2 separate regions of the Pan troglodytes genome follow, and region 1 is linked to region 2. The links are chromatin contacts, called in public Hi-C maps. All regions are on one chromosome and are shown on one strand. Each heading gives the region's core, a stretch centred on a gene start, on an enhancer-like site or on the middle of the called end of the contact. The rest is flanking DNA. Distances are from core to core; before and after follow the strand shown. Region 1 overlaps ILRUN (inflammation and lipid regulator with UBA-like and NBR1-like domains). Region 2 holds the start of SMIM29 (small integral membrane protein 29).

The links. Hi-C and Micro-C count contacts between places; a contact is called where the count stands out from the background.
Region 1: a Hi-C map of stem cell-derived neural progenitor cells shows a contact between it and region 2, with 2.6 times the contacts expected there. The contact joins the enhancer-like site here to the promoter of SMIM29 in region 2. A contact is called at or near these places in 2 of 7 Hi-C or Micro-C datasets (blood and stem cell-derived neural progenitor cells) and 1 of 1 datasets of contacts at active chromatin or transcription factors (stem cell-derived excitatory neurons).

Annotation. Positions count from the first base shown.
Region 1 is chr5:40,480,795-40,488,078 of NHGRI_mPanTro3-v2.0_pri, forward strand. It overlaps ILRUN (inflammation and lipid regulator with UBA-like and NBR1-like domains), which reads right to left. Exons shown (of 5, transcript XM_016955277.4): 4 at 49-398. Among named protein-coding and RNA genes, the nearest start is that of SPDEF, 65 kb to the left of the region's middle. Within about 2 kb of position 3,262, at least 3 of the 24 cell types and tissues checked have an H3K27ac peak or open chromatin away from gene starts, as enhancers often do. A contact at or near this core is called in stem cell-derived neural progenitor cells, where this site is marked.
Region 2 is chr5:40,125,013-40,132,606 of NHGRI_mPanTro3-v2.0_pri, forward strand. SMIM29 (small integral membrane protein 29) reads right to left here and starts at 2,021. Exons shown (of 5, transcript XM_054685711.1): 1 at 1,664-2,021; 2 at 426-549; 3 at 152-177. The coding sequence starts at 476.

The DNA of each region.
Region 1 (7,284 bases), core at 2,012-4,511, 360 kb after region 2:
AGTCCCAAGGCCCACCACCTACCCCTTCTCTTCTCCAAGGGCACCTACCTTACTGTAAGTCACTACTGATAAGTTGTTTGCGTGACTGCTGGGAGACAGATTTACAGAGTTCTGTGACAGTCTATTCTGGTCTTGCTCAGTTTGGTCAGGAGCAGGAGCCCATGTGTCAGGAGCAGGAGCCCATGTGTTTTTGCTGATCGAGTCGAACTCGGAGCCCCCAGGGTCTTTTAAGTTGTTTTCATCTGATTGTCGGTTCTTTTGGGGAGAGGCAAAAGGGTTGAAGTTTCCTTCTACCTTACGATGCGGCTGTGTGTTGAACTCCGTTTCAAAAGATGACAGCTGCTGCGTTACTCCTAAAAGTCCACCCACCTCCACACTGAGAATCACCCAGATGACATCTGAAACAAAAAGGTAACTCATTTCAATGCCAGGCTTACCCTTAAAGGCCCAAGATAGCCACCACCAAAAACCCCAAACATTATCCAAACCACAGAATGAAACATTCTTCTATATGCTAGTTTTAAAAGCTTGCTAACAAAGCTGCCTGGTACATTTGCATTGCATGCATAGCTACATTTTTGGTAATGTCAAATTCAAATTCTAGTATAAATTCAGCAGAGGTCTGTGGTGAGATCCATGAAACTCTATTTATAAAAAGCTTACCAGTTGATGCCAATGCACCGTCATCTTTGGAAATCATTATTCCAGAGAACGATCAATAGATAGAAATCAAAAGTTACTCTTCCTAGAATTGGTATCTCTTTGTGGTTTTTCACTTTATTTTACATGTATTTTACAATTACGAGAATTACAACTTTATCAACGCTCTTCCCTTTGGGGGCAATTTAGAATGACCATATGTTGTCCAAACTAGGACAAATGAGAGTGAAAGAGGGACCTATTAATAATTACGCCAGGACCAGCATTTATCTAGACAAAATGGAAGATACTATCACCCTGGCTATCTTCTCAATCTATTTGACCAAAAGACACCAAGAATTTGGCATGCCTCAGACTTTCTAAAATACCCAATTTAACACCTGCTTTGCTTTTCTGTCATACAGTCATGCATTGCTTAATGAAGAAGATATGTTCTGAGAAATGTATCATTAGGCAATTTATCACTGTGTGAACATCATAGAGTGTACAAACCTAGATAGTAGAGCCTACTACACACCTAGGCTATATGGTATAGCCTATTGCTCTTAGGCTACAAATCTCTATAGCATGTTACTGTACTGTTACTTTATTGAATACTGTAGGCAACTGTAATACAACAGTAAGTATATGTGTATCTAAACGTATCTAAGGCCAGGCCAGATTTCATGTCTGTAATCCTGGGCATTCTGGGAGGTCTAGGCAAGAGGATCACTTCAGACCAGGAGTTTGAGACCATCCTGGGTGACACAGGGAGACTCTGTCTCTACCAAAAACTTAAAAATTAGCTGGCCGTGGTGGTGCTCGCCTGTAGTCCCAGCTACTTGGGGGACAGAGGTGGGAGGATCGCTTGAGCCCAGGAGGTAGAGGCTGCAGTGAGCTGTGATTACACCAATGCACTCCAGCTCAGGCAACACAGCACCACCCTGTTTTTAAAAAAAAAAAAAAATTACAGCCGTGGGTGGTGGCTCATGCCTGTAATCCCAACACTCTGGGAGGCTGAGGCAGGAAGATCACTTGAGGTCAGAAGTTCGAGACCAGCCTGGCCAACATAGTGAAACCCCGTCTCTACTGAAAATTAAAAAACTAGCTGGGCATAGTGGCGGGTGCCTATAATCCCAGCTACTCAGGAGGCTGAGGCAGGAGAATTGCTTGAGCCTGGGAGGTGAAGCCGAGATTGTGCCACTGCACTCTAGCCTAGTTGACACAGCAAGACTCCATCTCAAAAAAAAAATTAAAAAATTTAAAAAAATAGCTAAACATAGAATAGTAAAATATATTATATGAAAGATAAAAAATGATATACCTGCCAAGGGAACTTACTATGGAGCTTTCAAGCCTGGAAGTTGATCTGGGTGAGTCAGTGAGTGAATGTGGACATTACTAAACACTATGTAGACTTCATAAACACTGTGCAGTTAAGTTACACCAAATTCATTAAAAAACAAACTACAATGTTATGGAAGCTACAGTGTCACTAGGTAACAGGAATTTTTCAGCTCCATTATAACTTTATGGGACCACCATCACTGACCAAAACATCATTATGCAGTACAAGACTATAGAGGGAAACTCTACCACCTATCCACAATTAAACCATAAATGTATTTTTAAATAGATGTACCATAGGACATTTGGTCATAGTTCAGCTCTTGATTTGCTCAAGTGCCAAAGCTAAGGGTTCAAATAAAAAAAGAAAGTAGCGGTTCCTGAACCTTTGATGTTCAGCACCTCACTCCAGAGAACAGTGACACGTACATTCCTGTTGGAAGGTTTTCAAAAAGCAAAATACAGAAAGGCCAAGAAGCTTTTAACTGTGTGAACCGTACTGAACACAAATACGAAGAACTGTCTAGGCTCCTAAATAACTGTTGAAAGGTTGATAGAAAAAGGCAAATGCATTCCATCAGTTAGCTACCTAGAAATAGAGATAATATAATCCTAGAACAAACACTAAAAACAAGCAGTGAAGGAAACTAAGGAAAACTCTCTCAGGCTGTGTTTATTCTAAATTTTTAATTTGGGCTGTATATCAAAAGAAGGCAGCCTGGCTGGGCACGGTGGCTCATGCCTGTAATCCCAACACTTTGGGAGGCCGAGATGGGTGGATCACTTGAGGTCAGGAGTTCGAGACTAGCCTGGCCAACATGGCAAAACCCTGTCTCTACTAAAAATACAAAAATTAGCTGGATGTGGTGGTGCACGCCTGTAGTCCTGGCTACTTGGGAGGCTGAGATGGGAGAATTGCTTGATCCTGGGAGGCGGAGGTTGTAGTGAGCTGAGATCGTGCCCCTGCACTCCAGCCTGGATGACAGAGTAAGAGCCTATCTCAAAAAAAAAAAAGGTGGGGTGGAATCTTAAAGTATCATACAACCATAAAAACTTAGAGGTTTGGAAGCTGTATTAAGAACTGGTTGTATCCAAACAGCCAGCCTGGATGACAGAGTGAGAGCCTATCTCAAAAAAAAAAAAAAAAAAAAAGGGAATCTTAAAGTATCATACAACCATAAAAACTTAAGAGGTTTGGGAGCTGTATTAAGAACTGGTTGTATCCAAACAGCTAAGAGTCAGGCCCTAGTAAGTGGAGATGCAGTGACATCTGCTGTTCACTCCTGGAATTAGCAATTTCTTTCTCCTCTAAGAAGAGGAAATTAAAGCCACCAGCAGCAGCACTAGTATGACTCACAGGAATGTACATTCATTCCAGATACACTTATCATCAAAGAAAATATGGCCGGGCGTGGTGGCTCATGCCTGTAATCCCAGCACTTTGGGAGGCCGAGGCAGGTGGATCACGAGGTCAGGAGATCGAGACCATCCTGGCTAACAGGGTGAAACCCCGTCTCTACTAAAAATACAAAAAAAAATTAGCTAGGCATGGTGGCGGGCTCCTATAGTCCCAGCCACTCAAGAGGCTGAGGCAGGAGAATGGCATGAACCCAGGAGGCAGAGCTTGCAGTGAGCTGAAATCACGCCACTGCACTCCAGCCTGGGCAACTGAGCAAGACTCCGTCTCAAAAAAAAAAAAGAAAAAGAAAAAGAAAAAAAAGAAAAGAAAATATAAATCCCCATGTAAACTAGCAACATAAAAGTTAAACCTCTTGACTTAACACCGCACATGTAGTGTGCCACTTCCCTTGAAAATCTGGGACAGTGCCAGGAATAGTGGGTCAGAGGACCTGTGTTCAAAGCTCAATCTCATAAATCAATCCAATGAAGTGGGACAATCCAATAGCAGGCAGCCTGAGGGAGAATCATTCCATGCTCTCCTATCCTAGCTTTCTAACACAAGACAGCATTCCTTCACTCTACTATTTGTTTTTCCCAAACAGATAAGCCCTGTCTTACAATACAGGCTGAGTATTCCTAATTTGAAAATCCAAAACTTTTTGACCACCAATCTGACACTCAAAAGAAAAGCTCATTGAATCATTTCAGATTTTGAATTTTTGGATTAGGGATGATGAACTGATATAATGCAAATATTCAAAAATCCAAAAAAATCTAAAATCTGAAACACTTCTGGTCTCAAGCATTTCAGATAAGGGATACTCAACCTGTACTTTTACTCCTCCTTGTCTACCACCCATCTGTTTTAAAAATAAATTCTTTTGTAAGTACATGATAGATTTGGCACACAGCTACTAAGCTACAGTCATATGCTTCATTCTTAGCTCAGGAAGCTAAACGCTTATGAAAAAGCTATTCTGAAAGCTGTTATCCATAAATAAGACTAATGACCTACCACCACCCCTTTTCTCCCTTTAGAACTAAAGCATCTTTAGGCTGGGTGCAGTGGCTAGCACCTGTAATTCCAGCACTCTGGGTGGTTGAGGAACGAGGATCACTTGAGCCCAGGAGTTTGAGACCATTCTGGGCAACACAGTGAGACTTCTTTCCCCCTCCCCCTCCCCCTCTCCTTCCCTCTCCTTTCCTTTCTTTCTTTCTTTTTGATGTCCTTTTTTTTTTGTTAATTAAATTTTTAGTAGAGATGAGGTCTCACTATGTTGCCCAGGTTGGCAAACTCCTGGGCTCAAGCGATCCTCCTGGTTCAGCCTCTCCAAGTATTGGGATTACAGGCATAAGCCACTGCACTGGCCAAAAATGTCTTTAGTATGACTCACCAGAACTTATCATACTTAAGCCACCTCCCCATCTCTTTGCGTTGGCTATTGCTCAGCTCTGTACATAGATTCTACATAGTAGCTATAAAAGGAAAGTCATTTGAGAAGCCACTGATTTATAAACACCAACAATAAATATCAGTTCTGACCCTCCTAAGTTACTGCTGCAATGGGTCATCATGAACAGCAAAATACAACTTCTACGTGGTACAATCTCAATCATCTTGTACCACTTCTAGACCTTATATTCCAGAATGCGTTCACCCCCTGCCTACTGTATTATTTTTAATCAAACAAATGAAAAAGTAAAGAAAAGGTAAAGATGGCCTAATAAGCTTGTTTCATAGACAATGACCATTCCCAATTCTTACCAGAATGCCTTGACTACTGAGATAAGAACTAGCTGCTAGCCAGATACTTTACCATCTGTTATAATAAAACCACAAGTGGAAGAGATCATCCAATGAAACTGCTTCATTTTCTAGATTTAAAAAATCTGAAGTCTAGAGGTAAAAGTGATGAGCTCAAGGTCATAATTTAAGTTAAAGCAGACTGAGAACACCCAGCTTTTAGTATAGCTTTAAAAACTCACACCTAACAGGAACGTGGGAACCCAAATACCCAGGGAACTAAAGCTATGGTTAAGTCAGTCCCATTTCCCAAGCCATAGTATCTTTACCCACAGACATATGATCTTTGGCACCAACAGGAAGAATGGACCACCAAATGTCCCAGAGAAGTAGCCAAGGAGGTAGAATCATGTGCCATGAGAACACAATGAGGACTTAGTAAGCAAATGGAGACCCTGATTTTAAAATGTCTGGCCTTAAGGAGATTTTCTTTTAAAGCACCTGAGGCCAGTCACAGCCACTCACATCTGTAATCCCAGCACTTTGGAAAGCCAACGTGAGCAGACTGCTTGAGCTCAGGAGTTTGTGACCAGCCTATGGCAACACCAGCCTAGGCAACACGGTGAAACACTGTTTCCACAAAAAATACAAAAATTAGCCAGGCATGGTGGCACATGCTTGTAGACCCAGCTACTTGGGAGGCTGAGGTGGGAGGATAGCCTGAGCCTAGGAGGTCGAGGCTGTACCACTGTGCTTCAGCCTGGGCAACAGTGAGACCCTGTCTCAAAAAATAATAATAATAAAAATAAAAAGCACCAGAGACAGAACATTAGAGCTAGAAAGTACTGTAAATGTTATCTCATTCAACTTGTCCCTTTACAGATGACAAAACCTCATTATTATAGTATAAACTTCCTTTTGTAGAAATACATCATAAATTACTAAAGAGAAAACATAGCTTTCCTATTTCTTAATCTTGGACGATAAGTATAAAAGAGGCCAGGTACAGCAGCTCATGCCTGTAATGCCAGCACTTTGGGAGGCCAAAGCAGGTGGATCACTTAAGGTCAGGAGTTCCAGATCAGCCTGGGCAACATGGTGAAACCCCATCCCTACTAAAAATACAAAAATTTGGCTGGGTGCAGTGGCTCACGCCTGCAATCCCAGCATTTTGGGAGGCCAAGGCGGGCAGATCATGAGGTCAGGAGATCAAGACCATCCTGGCTAACACGGTGAAACCCCATCTCTACTAAAAATACAAAAAAATTAGCCGGGCATGGTGGTGGGCGCCTGTAGTCCCAGCTACTCAGGAGGCTGAGGCAGGAGAATGGCGTGAACCCGGGAGGCGGAGCTTGCAGTGAGCCGAGATTGCGCCACTGCACTCCAGCCAGGGCGACAGTGCAAGACTCCGTCTCAAGGAAAAAAAAAAAACAAACAAAAATTAGTTACATGTGGTGGTGTGCACCTGTAGTCTCAGCTACCTAGCATGCTGAGGCATGAGAATCACTGGAACCTAAGAGGAGGTGGAGGTTGCAGTGAGCCGAGATAGCATCACTGCACTCTGGCCTGGGTGACAGAGTGAGACCCTGTCTCAAAAACAACAACAACAACAACAACAACAAAACCAAAGCCAATCAAACAAATTTTTAAAATAAGTGTAAGAGAATAAAAGAAAAATGTTTAAGTTGGAGCTCACATCCATAATCTCAACGATTCATACTGACATACAAAGACATCACAGATTATGGTCAGATAAAAAATGTCTGCATACATGTAAAAGCTAGCATCAGAGGTCAAATCACATCATAATCAGCATATACACATCTACAATTTCTCCAGTAAAATAAAATAGTAAAAATCAGTGCAACATTCCCAACTGGTAAATCTGTTTCTGATGGGATATAATTCTGAAACTGCTGTCAGTGTATACTGGGGCTGAACAAATAAGTAAACGGATGTTATATAGTGGGAACAAGGTTTCTCACTTTTGAAGATATTATAGATAAGCAAGAAAGGAAGGCATTCTAAAAATGAATGCTGTGGTACTGAATTAAAGTCAGAGATGTCAATATAAGTTCCTGGTTATAATAGATGAAGAAATACAGAATCAGTTGTAGATACGTCCATATACAAAAGTTGGTGTGCATACATGT
Region 2 (7,594 bases), core at 771-3,270:
CCAGTGAGTAACCTGAGGCTGGGGCAGGGAAAACAAATTACAGGCTTGTATCAGGATGGCTGAGGGACATCTTACAGAAAAGTCAGAGCCTATGAGCAGGAATTTCAGAACGGGTGTGGGGTTAGGGCGGGTGGGGGACAGGGACACTCACCGCTTTTTCTTCTGTACATACATTACCTGCAACAGAGACACAGCACTGTGGGGGCTGCTGAGCCCAGGAAGGCCCACAGGCAGAGAGAGGCCCACCTCCACACCCTTCACTCCCTTAACAGGACAGTGGGGACTCTGCAGACTGGACCAGGCCCACCCAGCCCCTGCCTTAGCAAAGCTGTGGGTGTCTGTGTGTGTATATGAGGGCTCCTTACCACAGCCACCACCACCCCGACCAGGGTGATGAGGAAGAAGGGCCCCAACACATAGCCCACCATGGAGTCGCTGTTGGCCTGGGGGGCATTGGGCACAGTGGTGTTACTCATGACATCAGCAGCCGGAGGGCTGGGTGGTCAGCATGGGCAGTGGCGCTTCGGGAGGGCGCCTCCACTGGGCTCCCTGGGGAGGAGGAAGGGAGGTTATCAGTTGCACCCAGGTGACATCCAGACTCTGGATCCCTCCCCCAGAGCTGAAGATCTATGAAAACTGGTCCCAGGTCAAATCCTGGGAGGAGGGATCCTCCAGGTAGATGTACTGGGTGTGACCCTCCAGTGAGTCTTGGCAAATCCTGGCAGGAAAGGGGATCAAGGGAAGGCCTGGATCCAGGGCTGAGTCTTGCCCAACTCCTATCCCTAAATCAGGGTGGGGCCCAGCTCAGATGCTGGCCAAATATTTACAAGTCTCAGCTTCTGGGGAAAGATTAAGTGCAGGTTTCAGGTGCCTGCCCCAGCCCTTTTGGGGCACTGGGCTGCCAGCACCTGTCCAGTGGAGCAAAATGGATAAATGAGGTCTAAAGGAAGGACCTGCACTGCAGCCAGGGGTGAGATGGGAGCATCTGAAAGAGCCCGCTTCCATCCTGGTCCAATTCCACTTCAAGCGATGGGCTCCATGCCTGAGTTCTATGCCCTTGTCCCTGGTGTCACCTCAGACATACAGCCCAAACACCCTCTCCCCCATCTGTCTCGTGTGCCAGGGTGGACACGAGTGGGTAAAGCTGGATTGTATCTTCAAGATGATGTCAGCTTCCTCTTGTCTCCACCCGGGGCTCCGCCCAGGTCCCTCCCCTCCTGGCCTGAGCTGACAGGCAGAGGTGGAGAGGGTCAGTCCCCATCGACAGAAGCAAAGAGATCGTCCTGGGGCAGTTTGCACGCTGATGGCCCAAGGTCCGCGACCCAGGTTCGCTTGAGTCTGTATCAGAGGGCAAGGTATGAACGACCTACCCCCGTGTCCGTAGGGCACGGGGCATCGAGCTTGCCCTTACCCAGTCGTATGCTCATCGTCCCAGGTCAAGGGGGCATGCCAGGGTGGGGAGGGCGTCAGGCCGCTGCTAGGATGCGGGCCAGCAACAGCGGACAGGAGGTGGTTCCCACGGCGCTGGGAGGCTCAGGCCGGAGGTGGGGGTGTTGGGGGATGCGGATGGGCCGCCCCGCGCCCGAACATCCTGGAAGCCCGTCACCCGAGGCGTGGACCCGTGCCGGCGCTCTGCAGCCCAGCCGGCCTGGCCATGCCTTACCTCCCGCCGCTGCAGCCCCGACAGGAACGCCCTCGGTTGGCTCCCGGGCCCCGGAAAAGCCGTCAGGCGCGTGATCAAAGGACCCGGGGAAATGGGCCGGGCCTCAGCACCCGGGCGCAGCCAATCCGGTAGCAGAAAGCCGGTGGCCTGGAGATTTCTGGAGCCGCCAATCCGGAGGCGGGGGTGGGCGGTGCGAAGGCGGGGACAGCGGGGCTTGCAGGGTCCGCCCGGCGGCGGCAGGGGGCAGCCGAGGGCTGCGTAGTGGGGGGAGGAGAACGCGACGCGGGGCCGGACGGGGTAGGGCGGGGCGCGCGCAGTTTTCCGGCGGCCCCTGGCCCGCCCGCGCCTGGAGCTCCGATTCTGGGAGGTCCCCGGCGCCCACTTCATTCACCCCTCTCGTTGCAGCCAGAATAGGGTCGCGCCGCGCTCTAACGTTGAGCCCAGGCCCTTCGCGGCAAGACCCTGCTCCGGGCCCACTCGGCCTCCGTCTGTGTTTGTTCCCTGGCCTTCGGGCTGTGCTCGGCTGGTAGAGTACGGCAGGTCTGGGCTACCGAGGGCCCTGGCACGCCCACCCTCTCTGCGCCTGTCTTAACGTCTGTAAAACAAGCTGTGTGAGGATTATTATTATTACTTTTTTTTTGAGATGGAGTCGGTCTCTGTCGTCCAGGCTGGAGTGCAGTGGCACGATCTCAGCTCACTGCAATCTCTGCCTCCCTGGTTCAAGCTATTCTCTTGCCTCAGCCTCCCGAGTAGCTGGGACTACAGGTGTGCACCACCATGCCTGGCTAATTTTTGTATTTTTAGTAGAGAGGGGGTTTCAACATGTTCGCCATGATGGTCTCTTAACACCTGACCTCAGGTGATCCACCTGCCTCAGCCTCCTAAAGTGCTGGGATTACAGGCGTGAGCCACTGGGCCTAGCCGGATTTTACTTTCTTTTCTCCTAAGAGAGAACACCCTTGTGAGCTAGGCAGGGCAAGTGGAGCAATCGCAATTTGCAGATGAGTTAATTGATGCTCAAGCAATGAGATGACTTCTCAGGGCCCTTGGCCTGATCATTAAGGGCAGGGTGGGATGAGATGACAGGTGGGCCTCTCTTCTTGGACAGCTCTCTGCTGACAGCTGCCCCAGAGCTACATTTGAGGCCTGGTGTCTTGCTGTGTTCAGGCTTCATATCTGATGAGAGTACCTCCAAGTATAGCCGGGAAAACTGCAGCTCTGCCTTCCCTCTTCATGCAGCTACCGTTTCAGGAAGCGGGAGGCTAGGGTGGGGTTGAGACTACATTGTGCTACCATGCTCGAGTTTTGACTGCCTCCTGATCCATGCTGCTGTGGTTAGTGCCTGGACTTGTCTGCCCACTTCAGCTAATGCCTCACTCATCCTCGTGTCCTCCAGCTCTGGATCCACTGAACAAACCATAAAAGCAAGACCTGAAAGGATTGAACTATTTTCAGTTAACTTTTAGAATGAAGCTCAAGAAGATTTATAGGAAGGCAAAAATATCCAGTTTTTATAATATCTGACATCCATTAAAAAATGGAACCTGGTGGCCAGGTGTGGTGGCTCATGCCTGTAATCCTAGCACTTTGGGAGGCCGAGGTGGTGGATCACCTGATGTCAGGAGTTCGAGACCAGCCTGGCCAAAGAGGTGAAACCCCCATCTCTACTAAAAATACAAAAATTAGCTGGGCGTGGTGGCAGGAGCTTGTAATTCTAGCTACTCAGGAGACTGAGGCAGGAGAATCACTTGAACCCAGGAGGCAGAGGTTGCAGTGAGCCGAGATCATGCCATTGCACTCCAGTCTGGTGACAAGAGTGAAACTCTGTCTCAAATATTAAAAAAAAAAAAGGACCCTGGCTGGGTGCTGTGGCTCACACTTGTAATCCCAGCACTTAAGACAAGGAATGTATGAAAAATATCCCAGTGATCTTCTAGAGATGAAAACTACAATATCAGATTAAAAAAATCATACTGGACAGGATTAATCACACTGGATAGGATTAATGGCAGGTTAGATATTACAGAAGAAAAGACAAGTGAACTTGAGGGCATAGCAATAGAAACTACCTAAAATAAAACCCAAAGATAAAAAAATCCAAAAAAAAAAGAAAAATGAAAATAGGATCAGTGAGTTGCAGGATAACCGTAAGTGGCCTAATATATGGATAATTAGAGGTCCAAAAGGAGAAGAAAGAAAGGACAGAAAAATATTTGAAGAAACCATGACCAAAAGCTTTCCAAACTTGGGCCAGGCGCAGTGGCTCACTCCTGTAATCCCAGCACTTTGGGAGGCCGAGGCAGGTGTATCACCTGAGGTCAGGAGTTTGAGACCAGCCGGCCAACATGAAGAAACCCCATCTCTACTAAAAATACAAAAATTTGCCAGGCGTGTTGGCACATGCCTGTAATCCCAGCTACTTGGGAGGCTGAGGTAGGAGGATCGCTTGAACCCGGGAGGCAGAGGTTGCAGTGAGCTGAGACTGTGCCATTGTACTCCAGCCTGGGCAACAAGAGCAAAACTCCCGTCTCAAAAAACAAAACAGCAACAACAAAAAACTTTCCAAACTTAAAGATGGCTATAAACCTACAGACCCAGGAAGCACAATAAGCCCAAGCACAAGCAACATGAAGAAACTGTGCCAAAGCACATCGTAATCAAATTGCTCAAAGCCAGTGGTAAAGATGTTACACACAGAGGAACAAAGTTAAGAATGGCATAAGATTTCACTTGAAACAATCCAGGTGAAAAGATGGTGGAGCAACATCTTTTATTTTTTTATTTATTTTTATTTTATTTTATTTTATTTTTTTGAGACAGAGTCTCGCTCTGTCGCCCAGGCTGGAGTGCAGTGGCGCAATCTCGGCTCACTGCAAGCTCCGCCTCCAGGGTTCCCGCCATTCTCCTGCCTCAGGCTCCCGAGTAGCTGGGACTACAGGCACCCACTACCACGCCCTGCTAATTTTTTGTATTTTTAGTAGAGACAGGGTTTCACCGTGTTAGCCAGGATGGTCTCGATCCTCTGATCTCGTGATCCGCCCGCCTCGGCCTTGAAAAGTGCTGGGATTACAGGCGTGAGCCACCGCGCCTGGCTAACATCTTTTAACTACTTAAAGAAAAAACTCTCGATCTAGAATATTGGGGGGAAAAAAATCTGTCAAAAACAAGAAATAAAGATGTTTTCAGGCCAGGCGTGGTGACTCACGCCTGTAATTCCAGCACTTTGGGAAGCCGAGGCGGGTGGATCACTTGAGCCCAGGAGTTTGAAACCAGCCTGGGCAGCATGGTCAAAGCCTGTTTCTACCAGAAATACAAACATTAGCCAGTCTCATAACCTGGTCTCAAAATAAATAAATAGATAAAAATTAAAACATAAAATTAAAAAATTTTTGAAAACGATGTTTTCAGACATACAAAACTGAAAGGAATCATCACCAGTAGACCTGCACTACAAGAACTGTTAAAGGAAATTCTTCAGGCAGAAAGGTAATTGTACCAAATGAAAATATGATCCGACAAGAGAAAGAAAGAGCATCCAAATCGGTAAAGAGGAAGTCATACTGTCACCTCCCACGTAGCTGAGACTACAAGTGCATGCCACCATGCCCAGCTAACTTTTTTTTTTTAATGTTTTGTAGAGATGGGGGGGCACTCATTATGTTGCCCAGGCTGGTCTTGAACTCGGGCTCAAGCAATCCGCCAGCCTTGGCTTCCCAAAGTGCTGGAATTACATGCATGGGTCACTGTGCCAGCCATGATCATCTCAATGGATGCAAAAAAATGCATTTGACAAATCAACACCCTTTTATGACTGAAAAATCAGCACACCAGGAATAAGGAAGTCATACTGTCACTGATATGATCTTTGACAAAGCAAACAAAAACATAAAGTGGGGAAAGCACACCCTATTCAACAAATGGTGCTGGGATAATTGGCAAGCCACATGTAGGAGTATGAAACTGGATCCTCATCTCTCACCTTATACAAAAATCAACTCAAGCTGGATCAAAGATGTAAATCTAAGACCTAAAACCATAAAAATTCTAGAAGATAACATCAGAAAATCCCCTCTAGACATTGGCTTAGGCAAAGACTTCATGACCAAGAACCCAAAAGCAGATTCAACAAAAGCAAAGATAAATAGATGGGATTAATTAAACTAAACAGCTTCTGCACAGCAAAAGAAATAATCAGCAAACAGACAACCCACAGAATGGGAGAAAATCTTCACAATCTATACATCTAACAAAGGACTAATATCCAGATTCTACAAGGAACTGAAACAAATCAGCGAGAAAAAACCAAACAATCTCATCAAAAAGTAGGCTAAGGAATGAATAGACAATTCTCAAGAAAAAGATATGCAAGTGGCCAACAAACATGAAAAAATGCTCAACATCATTAATGATCAGGGAAATGCAAATCAAAACCACAATGGGATACCACCTTACTCCTGCAAGATGGCCATAATTTTAAAAATCAAAAAGTAGGCTGGGCATGGTGGCTCATGTCTGTAATCCCAGCACTTTGGGAGGCCAAGGCGAGCAGATCATGAGGTCAGGAGATCGAAACCACCCTGGCTAACCCAATGAAACCCCGTCTCTACTAAAAATACAAAAAATTAGCCGGGTGTGGTGGCATGCCCCTGTAATCCCAGCTACTTGGGAGGCTGAGGCAGGAGAATCACTTGAACCTGGGAGGTGGAGGTTGCAGTGAACTGAGATCGTGCCACTGCACTCCAGCCTGGGCGACAGAGTGAGACTGACTCTGCCTCAAAAAAAAAAAAAAAAAAAAAAGAAACACAATAGATATTGGCATGGATGTGGTGAAAAGGGAACACTTTTACGCTGCTGGTGGGAATGTAAACTATACGACCACTGTGGAAAACAGTGTGGATATTCCTTAAATAACTAAAAGTAGATCTACCATTTGATTGAGCAATCCCACTACTGGGTATCTACCCAGAGTAAAAGAAGTCATTATATGAAAAAAAGACACTTGCAGCTGGGCTCAGTGGCTCAGCACTTTGTAGTCCCAGCACTTTGGGAGGCCGAGGTGGACGGATCACCTAAGGTCGGGAGTTTGAGACCAGCCTGGCCAACATGGTGAAACCCCGTCTCTACTAAAACTACAAAAATTAGCTGGGCGTGATGGCACACACCTGTAGTCCCAGCTACTTTGGAGGCTGAGTCACGAGAATCGCTTGAACCCAACAGGTGGAGGTTGCAATGAGCCGAGATCACGCCACTGCACTCCACTCCAGCCTGGGCAAAAGAATAAGACAGAGCAAGACCTTGTCTCAACAAAAAAAAAGAAAGAGAAACAATACACTTGCACACACATGTTTATAGCAGCACAATTCGGAATTGCCAAAATATGTAACCAGCCCAAATGCCCATCAATGAATGAGTGAATAAAGAAAATGTGATATATATACATACCATGGAATACTATGATATATATATATATATACCATGGAATACTACTCAGCCATAAAAAGGAATGAAATAATAGGATTTGCAGCAACCTGGTTGGAGTTGGGGACCATTACTCTAAGTGAAGTAACTCAGAAATGGAAAACCAAACACCATATGTTCTCACTTGTAAGTAGGAGCTAAGCCATGAGGATGCAAAGGCATAAGAATGATACAGTGGACTTTGAGGACTTGGGGGAAAGGATGGGAGGGGGGCGAGGGATAAAAGACTACACATCGGGTACAGTGTACACGACTCAGGGGATGGGTGCACCAGAATCTCAGAAATCACCACTAAAGAACTTACCAAACACCACCTGTTCCCCAAAAACCTACTGAAAAAAAAAATTCAAAAAAAAATGGACCTATCCAAAGGAATGAAGAATACTGAAAATGGTAGCTATGTGAGTATGTATATATGTAAATATATATATATGTGTCAGTATGTATATATGT